Linked DNA regions of Ctenopharyngodon idella: region 1 is linked to region 2. A link is a contact called in public Hi-C data. All regions are on one chromosome and are shown on one strand. Each heading gives the region's core, a stretch centred on a gene start, on an enhancer-like site or on the middle of the called end of the contact. The rest is flanking DNA. Distances are from core to core; before and after follow the strand shown. Region 1 holds the start of khdrbs1b (KH domain containing, RNA binding, signal transduction associated 1b). Region 2 holds the start of kpna6 (karyopherin alpha 6 (importin alpha 7)).

Region 1 (3,438 bases), core at 869-3,368, 260 kb after region 2:
AAACTAATTAAATTCTTGTTCTGAATAAACAAGTTCTACTTTACTCTGTCTTTATACTTGTACAATACCGAATACCTCAAAAATCCTCAGGTGACCTCTGCTTGCGATTACTCGGGTGTTACACATTCCTTCAACACCAAATCTGAAGCAGTGCACATGTAATCGAGTAAACTGGCACAACATACACATTCCTAAATACCACAATGACACTCACTTTAGGGTACTGCTTGACAGGTATGAGAACCCTCTCCTTCAGTTTGATGTTTTTCGTTGTAAAGAGGTCCAGGTAGCTTTCTGTATCTTTCTCGGTCTCCCCTTTCTGAACCCTTTCGATTTCTGAAAAGCACGAGAAACATTAGGCACAGGATTTGAACATTTAAATGTAAACTAAAACTACTAGATATTTGAAGACACTTTTACCAATCATTGCTCAACCAACTAAAATATACTATCAAACCGATTCCACTAGAAACATTTGCACATGTTTCTTGACTTCCACATTCTCCACTTATTGCAAAGTTCAAAGCAGTTTTGCCCATTTTAAGATTAAAACCCCAATGAATACATACTCAACAGGGATCATATATTCACTTATATCATACAAATATATTATTTTTCCCCACATAACATGCTGGATAATGATTACAAGCTTATAGGCCTGAAATATTTTCTCCCTCCCTTTCTAGGTCATTTTAACTTCAATGGCAAGTCTGAGACTTAAGTGTTTGCTTCAGGTTGCAAAGAAAAGTGCTTGCCTCAAAGACACTGGGAGGGAAAACCATCCATCAATAGACTCAGCTTCACTAGGGGAATTTTCAACGCAAGTCTGATGCTAAACACTGAACATTTAACACGCCTCTGCAAATGTAACTTATGGAACCTATTTGCTGATATATAACACAAGATACAGTTAAACTCCCACTAGACTGATGATATAAGACGTGGTGAAACGAGGCCAGGAAAAGACATTTCCTACACCAAAAAAAAAAAAAAAAAAAATCCACTTCGTCTCCAGATGCAACACTTCCCACACTACAGGCACATATGGTCCGGAACATGGTTTTTATTACTACGACAAATCTCAAACTTAAGATTTTCAGCCGTCTTCAATTTAATTTGATCGGGCTTGGACGATTTCATCTAAAGCTTTCCAGATCTTTCAATCTAGTCAAACACGATAAGTGCATGTAACGCTAGGCTGGGACTCGACGCGTACAATGAAACGCCACGTTGACCCCTTAGATACAGAGCCCTCCTTACAAACAAACAATGGGCGGCAAATCTTAAAAAAAAAAAAAAAAAAAAAAAAAAAAAGTGTATTGCGATATTCTATTTTATCAGTTTTTAACAAGATTTAACAAATCTAATTAGCTATCGTAAAGTTGTATAAAACACGTCATTTTAAAGTTCACACTTTCGGTTAAACCCAATCCAGTACGCGGCTCACGGAGAGCTCGAATGAGCAGAAATGGGAATGCTGCCCGGGGGATGACGGGGGGTAAAACTCTACAGGATTACAGCTTTCGATCGAACACAATGGAGAAGGATGCAAAGAACTGATACCATCCACGAAAAGTTGAGTTTGTCTCTCCGGAAAACCAATAACTACACGCCGAAAATGGCTTCGGCAGCACGTGCCTGGCTCGAGCTAAGTACACGAACCCCCTAGCGCGCTGAAATAAGACTTTGTAACGGTCGCCCTCTGTCCCACGAGCAACTACAGTCGATTCCCACAGTTTCCCTCCAAATAAAACTGCTATTTATCTACATCCGAAAAGTCACTCGGTTAGGTGTTAATGTATCCCTCCTTCGTTTTCACAAACGGCTTTACCTGCTGATATAAGTTTCATGGCGTGCGTGAACGACGCGTCCAGACTGTCTCGTTCCGCCAGCAGCTGCGGGAGGTATTTGTTCTCGTTCTCCATGTTGAGTTTGTAAGTTAATGAAGATTTATACACCAAACGTCCGACAGTGAAACTATTTCAGTATCCACTTCCTGCAAAAGGTAATACGAACACACGCGTGACTGCTGCTGCTGTAGACCGTGCTGTAACTGTGGTGAGTCTCAATGGCTCCTGTTCTCCGGCGTGCGGTTGGAAACAGATGAACAAAAGCTTGAGACGAGCTCAAATGACTTGAGCGAGCGGAAATTACGTCACGAAAACTAGACCTATGGGACCGCCCACTTTGATGTGAAAGTTTTTGGATTGTCTATTCAAAATTGAATTTGCTTCGGGGAGAGGCTGTCCGTCCTATTCATTAATTCACACACATACTCACACAATAATAATAATATAAAATATATGAAATTACATAAGTACATTATTAAATATATGAAATCACACATTAGTGCTGAACTGGTCATACTAAAATGATCTGTGTTCTTCCATTAAATGTAAGACGGTTATGCATGAATTAATATGCTGTCTGGTTTTTGAAGACATCCACAAAGGTTTTGCATAAGCTTCTGGGCTCATCTAAGTGGTAAGTTATGAAGGAATAGCGCGCACCACATAATGTAATGTTTGCTGCCCCCCTCTGGATAAAAATGGAAAATGAATTACATTCAGGGGTTGGTGGTGAAAAATTTGGACACAATTGATATGGCAAAATTGTAAACATGACCAGTTTGCTTGTCCATTGAACTATAAATTACAATATAGCAATAATTTATTATAATATAGTAATGATTATAGTATAGTAATGATTTACATGCTTATTAATTCATTACAGTTACAAGACGATCTTGGCACAGTATATCACATTTTGAATTCATGCAGTTATACTATTATCATTTTATAGGCATCCTTCATTTAAACTCAAATGTGCTTGTTTTCCTTCATCGCTTGTGCTTCTCTCTTCTACTGTAAACACAGCTTCTCTCTGCCAGTGCTGGTGAGCGGTGAGGTCAGCCGTGGCTCAGCATTGCTAGGAGGCCAGTGAAGCCTTTTTGTCCAGTGAAAGCTTTCAGAACTGTCACACCTGCTTAGGCCTTTAGCACCACTACCACCACCCTCCGCTCCCCTTTCCCCTCAGCCTCGCTCAAGGTTAACACACTCTGTTTGTGCATGTCAGACTATTCAAACTCATAAAGAAGTGGCTGCTGACTGCTGTGGCCTTTGAGCTTGGCTTGGCTAGCATATATTTCTCTCTTTTTTGAGCTGCTTTATCACTCTCCTTCTCTATATTTTCCAGGGTCACCGTTTAAATTCACAGGGACCCATGCAGGACAAAATATGTATAGGTGAACCAACCCACTGAGTAGATTTATTTAATATGTTTATTTCCCTGATGTTTCTGTCACATCTTTTTATTTAAAAAGCTTTTGAAGAAAACCAAATGAGTTGTTTTATAATCATATTTCAGCATCTTGTTCCCTTAAAAAAAAAAAAAAAAATTATCTTCTCAGCACCTGTTAGCAGGAAACTTGTGACAAAA
Region 2 (3,451 bases), core at 800-3,299:
GCATGATTATGACAAAAATCATAATTGTCGATTATTCCCTTGAAATTGTAATTACGATTATCACAATTTACTTTAAATGATGTTTTAAGCACGCAGAATAATGTAAATGGATTTTCTTTTGTAATCGTGGCATCCATAATCGTGATTAGAAATTCTATTAATTGTGCAGTGCTATTATATTGGATAAAGTGGTCAGGATATTATTCTGCCCCATGGAAGAAAGAGGTCATATGGGTCTGGAATAACATGAGGATGAGTAGGATGTTCTTGTTTTGAAAGAACTTCATAATGACTCTGTTTTACAAATTTAGATGGGATGACAAGCAGGCTGTGCCTCAACCCGACTCAAGCGCTCCATGACATAGTTGCCCATCACATGGGCCTCACAAATAGCAGTGTGGGCTGGGCCCCTGTCGCAGAACTATTTTAAAGGAGTGTATTTGCTATGGCTTAAAGACGCAGCACTAGGGACAGACAGCAGACGGTCTCAAGGCATAGACTACTCAAAGATTAACTTGCAAATGGTGCTCCAAAATGAGTTTTAGTGCCAAAAGACCAGTATAAAATAGTTTAATGACTCAACAATAAGGACTGCATGATGGCCCGGAGCCAAAGTGAAAAGTGCTTGTTCAATTGGGTTCATCATTTAGTATGCTTTTATATCTTGTCAATTTAAACATTATGTTTTTAAAAACTCAAGAAGATCCAAACAGAACAGGCAGGAGCCAGTAAAAATCTGAACCATCAGCCTGACCAGGCCAGTAGAGGGAAAAAAAAAAAACATTCTTGAGCCCTGAGTGTAAAAGAAATGGGGGAAATGGGCAGCTGAGCTGATTGTTGATTTGTTTTAATGATAGTTTTAATGGGATGATTTTTAGTATAAAATTTGCACCATGTAAAGCAATGAGAAACCCAATTTGAAGAAATATCTGAAAAAGTGCAGCCTAAACTGACTGCAGGTTTCAGAATACTCAGATAACAAACTGAAATGCCATGGTGTGTGAAAACCTCTAAATTGCCATGGAAAAGCTGCCAAATATCACATTAATTTCCACTGTGATGATTCTTTGAAATAGTAGCCTATAAGACCAGAAAACAGCAAGTCAGCAGCAGTCAGGTTCTGGCATCCTATCTGACCGTCCTGTCTCTATCATTTCTGTCCCAACCTCTTCCTCCCTTCAAACTACCCACACAACAGTATCCAAGGGTCCAAGTAATATTTAACAGACATGCATCATGAGTGATGTTTTATTGTTCCTGAAAACCCAGCCATGTGGTTACAACAAGAAACAGCCTATTTACTTCCATTCGGTGAAGTAAACTATGAATAAACATCTGATAAACAGTTTTAAAACAGAAACTATCAGCTATCAGGGTTGGTCACATGTTACAGCTGACTGGTGAACTCGCTGACATTGTAGATCAGTTGTTTAGTCTGTTTAACCCAGTCAGCGGTCTACCTAGACAGCATTTATAGGCATCATTTTTATGTGAACCATGACAGTTCACTGGGTTCTTCAACGTATAATAATGTCGTGTTTCCTCTTTAGTAACGGTGTAAGATTTAAACATGAGACGATTTCACAACATCTGACTGAACATGCTGAACATGACCAAGCGTTTCCACCGGCAAAGACTCAAAACCACCTTCCACTTCAGTCAACTCCGAATAAATCTCACAAGCGCCTGTTTGAAAAGCGTTTTAGCTTCAAATATTTGCTCTCAGGTTCACTGGTAAACCTATAGGTCGAGTACAGCAATGTGCTAAGCTAACTGGCCCTTTACACTCACGCTTTAACTGACATGATGTAGCTTCTCTCGGATTTTTAGCTACAGATTTGCTCCCTAAAAACCACAAACAGAAATAACTCGTCAAAAAATAGTATAGGTTGAATACTTACCCATCGTACTTTCTTTACTGATATACGCCTTGATGATTGGTAATATCAACGCTGTAATCTTAACACTCTCCTTGTCTTCCAGAATTTGCTTCTCACAAACAATATGTCGGTGATCTACGGAGAGCCGAAGGAGACAAACATAATGAGAGCGTTTCCAATTTGTGTCCTACGAAACGCCGAGCAAAATGAGAGAATAGTCTGTCAAAAAGAGATAGGCTAATATATTCTATAATTATTATAGAATATAATAATGTTTTTATTCTCTAATGTATTTTTTAGTGATTTACTGCATAATTACCTACACATTGTGAAAATATCTTCTATGATAAATAGCCTAATATTTGTCCCTGAAAATTGTATTTCAAGAACTAGTTTGCTATAGGCTATAAGCTTGCTGATACACAATACAAAAATACTGTCAACTAATGTGGTGAAGCAAATATTGTTTTATTATTTTGTGCATATTAATGCCAAGACAAATGTTCAGTTCTACTAAGAAAATGTAAACACAAAAGGGTGCATAATCTATAATCATATTAAGAATAATAACATATTTGTACATACTTGTCAGTATGATATTATTTTACATTTTTGTATTTATACAACACTATTTTTTTCAGTAGTACTGTTTCATGTATAAAATCATCTCAATTTATGTAGTCTATATGGAACTTCCCCAGTAATAATAAGTGCAAATCTGCATTTACATAAACAAAATCTATAATAAATCTATGTAATCTATATTGAAAACTATATTGAAGCATTTCACATTTTGTTTTAACCTGTTCTTGAAACATAATTTATTTTATTAATGATGAAGAATTCATCAGCTGTTCCCCAAGTTTTACACCATTTTCCAAACAAGGAAGTACCTAATAAAAAGGGTATTATTATATTTTATCTATATATCAATTTGATAAATAAACAAACAAAAATAGTGGATAATACAATATTTCTTGATATAGACTACACAGCCTATTTTAGAATTTATATTAATCTTTTTTTTTTTCTTTCTTTCCTGATTCAGACCAAAGACCCATAAATTTATCCTGTCCTGAATGTGGCAATATGGAGCTCACAGTGGATTGTCTTTGCAGCCTTGTGACTCCATTAACGCGCTCGGCTCGGCACAAATTGAATGTGACGCAATAACAGAGTGTGCTGCACCTGCACTCAATTCTCTGCGAGCAGGTAGCGATAAATTATTGTACAACTCCTGTGTTTGGGCCCCTGACGACATTGCGTTCAATGAACACTTGGGGGCAACATTGGATTAACTCAGTGAGGGCCCCAAAGGGGACTCGCCATGTAGAGAGATTTTTTATCTTGTTCCTGAGACACTCTGGATTTACATTTACATGGTTTAGTGTGATGTGAAATAATGAAATGTATAAGTTCTTCACATCTGCAACCTTACCAGCACTGCTGATGTCAGTTTTCCTGCAGTGGTTTACAGTTTTCCACCAATTCCTAATTTAAGGACCATCAAACCTGATCTTGTGTAGCTAGGCAGTTTAAAAGAATGGGGAAATAATACAGATTCATTTATC

What was found. A called contact is a pair of places that touch in the nucleus more often than the background predicts.
Region 1: a contact with region 2 is called in a Hi-C map of muscle, with 5 times the contacts expected there. The contact joins the promoter of khdrbs1b here to the promoter of kpna6 in region 2. A contact is called at or near these places in 2 of 2 Hi-C or Micro-C datasets (both in muscle).

What each region holds. Positions count from the first base shown.
Region 1 is chr19:22,844,749-22,848,186 of HZGC01, forward strand. khdrbs1b (KH domain containing, RNA binding, signal transduction associated 1b) reads right to left here and starts at 2,119. Exons shown (of 11, transcript XR_007926490.1): 1 at 1,832-2,119; 2 at 215-336.
Region 2 is chr19:22,584,107-22,587,557 of HZGC01, forward strand. kpna6 (karyopherin alpha 6 (importin alpha 7)) reads right to left here and starts at 2,050. Exons shown (of 14, transcript XM_051872337.1): 1 at 1,902-2,050. The coding sequence starts at 1,905.